2 separate regions of the Rattus norvegicus genome follow, and region 1 is linked to region 2. Evidence: chromatin contacts called from public Hi-C data. All regions are on one chromosome and are shown on one strand. The core of a region is the stretch at or near the end of the contact, and the rest is flanking DNA. Distances in the headings are between cores, read along the strand shown. Region 1 has its middle 41 kb from the start of Hdac9. Region 2 overlaps Hdac9 (histone deacetylase 9).

What was found. Hi-C and Micro-C count contacts between places; a contact is called where the count stands out from the background.
Region 1: a contact with region 2 is called in a Hi-C map of frontal cortex, with 6 times the contacts expected there. The contact joins two enhancer-like sites. A contact is called at or near these places in 7 of 12 Hi-C or Micro-C datasets (the A7r5 cell line, the Rat2 cell line, Schwann cells and 4 more) and 1 of 1 datasets of contacts at active chromatin or transcription factors (oligodendrocytes).

The regions. Positions count from the first base shown.
Region 1 is chr6:57,092,282-57,095,521 of GRCr8, reverse strand. It overlaps a transcript of Hdac9 not described here. Among named protein-coding and RNA genes, the nearest start is that of Hdac9, 41 kb to the right of the region's middle. Within about 2 kb of position 1,436, at least 2 of the 93 cell types and tissues checked have an H3K27ac peak or open chromatin away from gene starts, as enhancers often do.
Region 2 is chr6:56,897,785-56,900,945 of GRCr8, reverse strand. The region is part of intron 2 of Hdac9 (histone deacetylase 9); the gene reads left to right. Among named protein-coding and RNA genes, the nearest start is that of Hdac9, 150 kb to the left of the region's middle. Within about 2 kb of position 1,780, at least 1 of the 93 cell types and tissues checked has an H3K27ac peak or open chromatin away from gene starts, as enhancers often do.

The DNA of each region.
Region 1 (3,240 bases), core at 187-2,686, 190 kb before region 2:
CTCTATGGCTTATATGTTTATATAATTATTCAATTTATCTTTATGACCTTAAGAAGGATGTTACTATTTTGGTAGTTTTTATGTACTTGAGTGTTTTGAGTGCCTGTATAAGATTTATTTATTTTTACTTTATATGTATGAATGTTTTGACTGTGTGTGCATAAGTGTACTTTGTGATACCTGGTGTCCATGGAGGTCAGAAGAGCCTGCTAGATCTTCTGGCACTAGAGTTCCAGATGTTTCCGAGCCACCACATGGATTCTGGAAAACGTACCCTGGGTCTTCCAATCGCAATTACTGCTCTTAACCACTGAGCCACTATTTTGTTGTTTCTATGTTTTGTTCTTTTTTCCAAAAAAATTGTGAGAGTAGATATTTTCTAATTATCACAAAATTATTTTATAGTTTATTCCAATTTGCAGCATTTCTGAGGTCCATGGAAATTCTAATTTTTTGTGTTATGGACTATAGAGACATAATCTAAATATTAGCTTCATTTAAAAGCTTACTAATGATCTCTATCGTTTGGTAGGCAGAGAACCTGCCTATCTGTTAGTGTATTAAGTTAAAGTAAAAAAACCAAGAAGACCCTGAAACCAAACTGAATTAGGATCTTGGCTCCATCACGCCCCAGTTCTGTGATCCTGAATTAACTTTTTGTGACTCATTGGCACCAAAGAAAGGTGATGTTGACAGTATCCCTGTCATAGATGTGATAATTAAATTAATATTTGTGAATATATATATTTGTCAACGATTAACCTTTCCAAGCAAAGGTCTTCATTCACCAGTTAACTTAGTCCCACTGTCACAAGGCCGAGAAATCATCAGCTCTGTCTTAACTTCTTTCAGTTTGTAATTGATTCTGAGTAACCAGGAATTGACAAGTCACAAAACCCTTCCCTTGTTTGAGATGGCATGCAGGACAGAGTAAGAAATGGGTTCCATAATGGAAGAAGAGGAAAGTTCAAGATGAGTTATGTTTTTCTTTTCTCACAATAGCTGTGGGCACCCTTCAAATTTCAGTTAGGTGGTGACAAGATAATTAGACAGTAAAATATTCTGTCTCAAGCTATCCTTTGTGTGCCTGCAAGTCATCTGTGAGGAGTCTCAGCTTGTGAGGGCTGCCTTCGGCTATGTGTTTAGTGTGATTTCTCCGTAAAAATATGCATGAGTAAACAAGGCTTCTGACAGAAATAATTAATATTTATCACTTAGTGAAAGCCGCAGCAAATATAACTTTTCGAGATGACACAAGACAGAAGACCTAAGACAAGGTGCTATGGGCTCAGAGCAGTGGGGCCGCCGCTGGTTTGCAGACCTGTTTTTTAAAGATGCTTGAGAAGGAAGTGAATCACAGTCAAGACTATTGCCACACAGTCCCCTGGTCCCCTTGTCATTCATGGATTGTGAGCATTTGCCAAGGAGTCCCCTCTGGAGGGCAGTGCAGTACTACAATTGTTGGAGCAGCTGCTTCTCAAACCTCCCAGAAATTCATTTCAAAGATTCTTGGCTCTGTAAGATATGTGAGTCACGATCTGCCTTAAATATTCGAAGGGGGAACATAATGGTCAAAGTCAAGGCTGTCATTACAACGGTTGGCGTGCTGGGCTGGGGAGAAGGACGTTAGAACACTGCTCAGGAAGTAAGTGTATCAGTGCAGCTGAGTGGCAGAGCTGGAAAACGGGTCTAGTTACTTTGAAATTTCAAGCTCACAATCCATGATTTGGCATCCGCCTTCCTCAAAAAGAGCCATCTGCATGTTGTAGGAAATGCGAGGGGTAGCCAACCCAGGGTAGTGCAGTATCTGGTCACCCCTGTAGCCAGCAAAATCTTTCCCTGCATCTTAACAGTCAGGAAAGGGCTTTGAGCAGAATTTCAGGTTTATGAACAAATATCCCTATAGTTACCAGATTTCTCATAACATTTAAAGTTTCTTTCATAACCACTCTGACCTTCACTGCTATTGTATTACAAATCCAAGCCCTTGTGTAATCAAACTGAAGGAATGGTGCTTAATTAGCGATATATGACCCTGTGTGGCAGTATACACACATAAAAGTTATTTTCCTTGATGTCATCCTGCAAAAATGCCTTTATACAATCGTAAGCCCTGAGACATGTTGATGTTTTAGGAGTAAAGCAACAGTAGGCATCCCCCTGTTTCAGACCCCGTGGCGGAGAGATTTCAACCAACCACAGCTCTCAGAGGGTCACAACAGTGGAGGTTATGAAAATTTCCTTTTTTTTGAAAGCAAAACAAATGTGCTTTTCATCTGTAAATCATGACATAGTCTTTTTATACCTAAAAGAATTGAAGAATGCTAGGTAAATGACCCTTTCCCTCATCTGTACCCCCGAGGATACAGTAATTAACGCCCTTCCCTGCTGCAGAGTGACCCTGAAGTGTTGCCACAGACATCTTACTCCCCAAGAGCAAATGGACTCTTTATGAGGTAGTCGAAGGATCCAGCATGGTGCACTGGGCACGCTTTCGGAGTCAAGCACAGTGCAGCCATTCATGTTGGTGTGCGTGTGTGCGTGCGTGCGTGCATGCGTGCGTGTGTGTGTGTGCGGGTGTGTGTGCGGGTGTGTGCATGTGTGTGTGTGTGCGTGTGTGTGTGTGTGGTGTGTGTGGTGTGTGTAGTGTGTGTGTGTGTGCAGGTGTGTGTGCGGGTGTGTGCATGTGTGTGTGTGTGTGCGTGTGTGTGTGGTGTGTGTGGTGTGTGTGTGTGTGTGGTGTGTGTGTGTGTAGTGTGTGTGTGTGCATGTGTGTGCATGTGTGTGTGTGCGTGTGTGTGTGTGTGGTGTGTGTAGTGTGTGTGTGTGTGTGTGTGTGTGTGTGTGTGTGTGTTATCTTCCAATTCCAGATAGTGGTTTGCTTTGGATCCTTGTCTTCTTATGTCAGTAGATGCACAAGCTAAATCAAGAATGGCTTTGGCCTTTAAATGAAATTTCACATTTGCACGTGGCAAAGCCTGGGTTGTGTATTTTAAGATGATTAAAACAACAAAAAAAAAAACACTGTAAAGAAAATACTCTAAAATTTTGCTATAAAACAGAGTTTAGATGAATTATTTAAATAGAAAATCCATTTTAAATCAGCACTAATCAACGTACTGTGTGTACTCACTTACTTCCAGGCAAGAGTCATGCTAAACACGGGCTCTGGTTACTTTCCTTCTCATTTACTGCATTCGCCACTTCATTATGACCTGACTTTGCCCTTCTAGTTTATGG
Region 2 (3,161 bases), core at 531-3,030:
TAACTAAGACAGGAAGATATGAAAATATGTGAAATATAAGCTTGACATTTGTATAGAAACAGTGAAGTGGTTTGGAGCTGTCTTTTATTTTATTAAAGAAATTATTTTTGTTTTCATAATTTATTTTTTATTCACATTACATCCCGATTGCAGCCTTCCTGCCTCCTCTCCTCCCAATTCTGCCTTACAAATCTCTCCTGTTTCTTCCACTTCTTCTCAGAGACATGGAAACCTCCCTTTGGGTACCACCTCACTCTCCCTGGGACATCTAGTCCCACCTTCTCTCCTACTGAGGCTGCAATCAGGCAGGGGATCCAATGGCAGGCAACAGAGTCAGAGATAGTCCCTGCTTCAATTGTTAAGGTACCCAAAAAAGACCAAGCTACATATCTACTACAAATGTGGGGGGCTATGTCCAACCCCTGCATGCTCTTTGGTTGGTGGTTCAGTTTCTGTGAGCTCCCATGGACCCTGATTAGTTTACTCTAGGTCTTCTTGTAATATTCTTGACCCTTCTGGCTGGCTCAATTCCTATCCCCCAGTCCCTGAGTTCTGCCTGATGTTTGGCTCTAAGTCTCTGCTTCTGTTTCTATCTGCTGCTGGATGAATCCTCTCAGGAGACAGGTATACTAGGTTCCTGTCTATAAATAATAAATAAACCTCCTGTCAGAGGTTGGCTCTCTCCATCAGGATGGATCTCAAGTTGGGGCAGGCATTGGTTGGCCAATCTATACTCCATTTTCATCCCTGAACATCTTGTAGACAGGATAAATTTTGCATTGAAGCTTTTGGGGATTGGGTGGATGTCCCCCTCTTTCCACTGGAAGTCCTGCCACTGGAAGGCAACCACTTCAGTCTTTATATCCCCAGTTGGTAGGAATCTCAGCTAGAGTATCCCCAAAAGATTCCCTGTAGCCTCCTCCATCCCATGTCTCTAGCTAGTCTCATAGAAGCATCCCTGTGGATTTCCATTCTCACTGGGAGCCTTCTCCCTTTTCCCTCCTCCCACACCTGATTACCATCCCCATACTCCTCTTTACTTCTTCTCTTACCCAGTTACCTCTCTCCATCCAATTCTGATGACTATTTTTTGCCATTGTAAGATTCATGTATCCTCTTTTGGGCCTAATTGCTTTGCTTAGTTTCTTTGGTTCTGTGGATTATAGAATGGTTGTCCTGTATTTAACCATTTAACTAATAACCACTTATAAGTGAATATAAATGTGGATATTCTTTTTGGGTCTGGGTTACCTCACTCATGATAATATTTTCAATTTCCATCCATTTACTTGCAAATGTCATGAAGACTTTGTTTTTAATAGCTGAATAGTATTCCATTGCATAGATGTACTACATTTTCTTAATGCATTCTTCAGTTGAGGGACATCTAGATTGTTTCTAGTTTCTATTATGAATAAAGCTGCTATGAACATAGTTGAGTACGTGCAATACTGGGGTGTGTTTTGGGTACATGCCCATAAACCAAGGTAGATTGGGCTTGAGAAACAACACCAGAGAAGAGCCCTGACCCCCTTATATATCACACAAGCTTGGCACCCACACATACAAGAACACATACAGAGCTAATGTTTAGTTTTACAGAGACAGGCTTAGAGAGGACTGGAGACTGTGTTTGTCTCATGGACCATGGCTGGCTGTTCCTTGCTCAGCAGAGTTCTATTTCGTTCTAGTGCTTTCTATGGTTTCATATAGATGTGTGGGTGCTAAGTTTCGGCCGTAGATTCAGACTAGTCATCCTGAGGCTTCGTTGAAAGGCTCAGATGCATTCTATGCTGACAGTTCTCGCCACACAGGCAAATTCTATAAACAGATACTATGAGAGCTACCAGAAATAGAAACTTTTAAACACAGTCTAATTAAGGAGAATCCACATGAAGTATTATTACAGCTTCTTACGCCAAATATGGTTATCTTTTCTTGATGAACAAATCCACACTTACATATGTAAAAAGTCAAATTTTAACAGCTATAGGCCTGTTTTGATGAAGCAGACTCCCCCTCACCTATTGATGTATTCCCCTTTATGGTCAGTAATTCTCTAATAGAACACAGGGTATGTTGAAGAGAAACAAAAACATTAGAATATGAAAAAAAACTACCACTAAACACTATTCTGGAAAATCATTTCTCATACTATCAAAAACCAGATGTACTCCACTTGCTTTTTACTACTTTCTTCAGTTAAAAAATGTTTTAAAATTTATGATTAATACATTCAAACCTCATTAGCATTGTTTACAGTTAATTAGAATTCCATATTTCTGCCTCTGAACTAATCCAACTGGGATTTGGTTAATCAGGTAGCAAAGATGACTTCATCCGAGAGATTCTTTACCTCCCAGTCAGTGTATGAGGTTAGACAGATTCAGACACCATGACTCAAAGGAGAACCGGTGAGATACTGCAGAATATATAGAATTATTAGCTTTATAAAGGCTAAAATAAAAGTTGAAGTCCTATGTTTAGAATTCTTACATACACGCTTATTTCTTTAAAAGAGCTAAGTAAGATGTGCTAAGCATACCTGAAAATATACAAATGTGTCAAAATATGCAGAAATGTATTTAAGAGCAGAATTCTCTATGGAACGTGTTGCCAGATACAAGCAAAAACTTTTCTTCACCTCTAAAAATAAATAGAGGTAATATTTTAACAAAATGCTTCCGGAAGCACTTACATTAAGGCTTACCTCAAAGGCTGTAAACACAAAAGAGTACACTTTCCACAGGGATAAATAAGAGTCAGGATGGCGTTGTCAGGACCAAGGCTTCAGACCCAAGTGGCATGTGTTATGTGTTTAATTCCTGCTTTAGGTCTTAGTACACGTGACCTTGGCCACATTACTTGATGACTTGTGTTTTTCTTGAATTAAAATCTGTTGGACAGGTTGCAATAAGACCCAGCTTCATGATATCCTAAAGAACAGACAAACATCCCTTTCTATAACATCCTCAAAGCTGTGTCTAGAACATTGTAAGTCCTTTGTTTAGGTTCTGTAATCTAAAGACTAAAACCACTTCTTCCCTAGTATGATATTTTACATTACTCTTGCCCCAATTTGGAAAGGCAACTTTGAATCCTCCACGAGAAGCTAAATGATATCACTGTGCATGATTCCCACGAGCTTACATGTGCTTCCT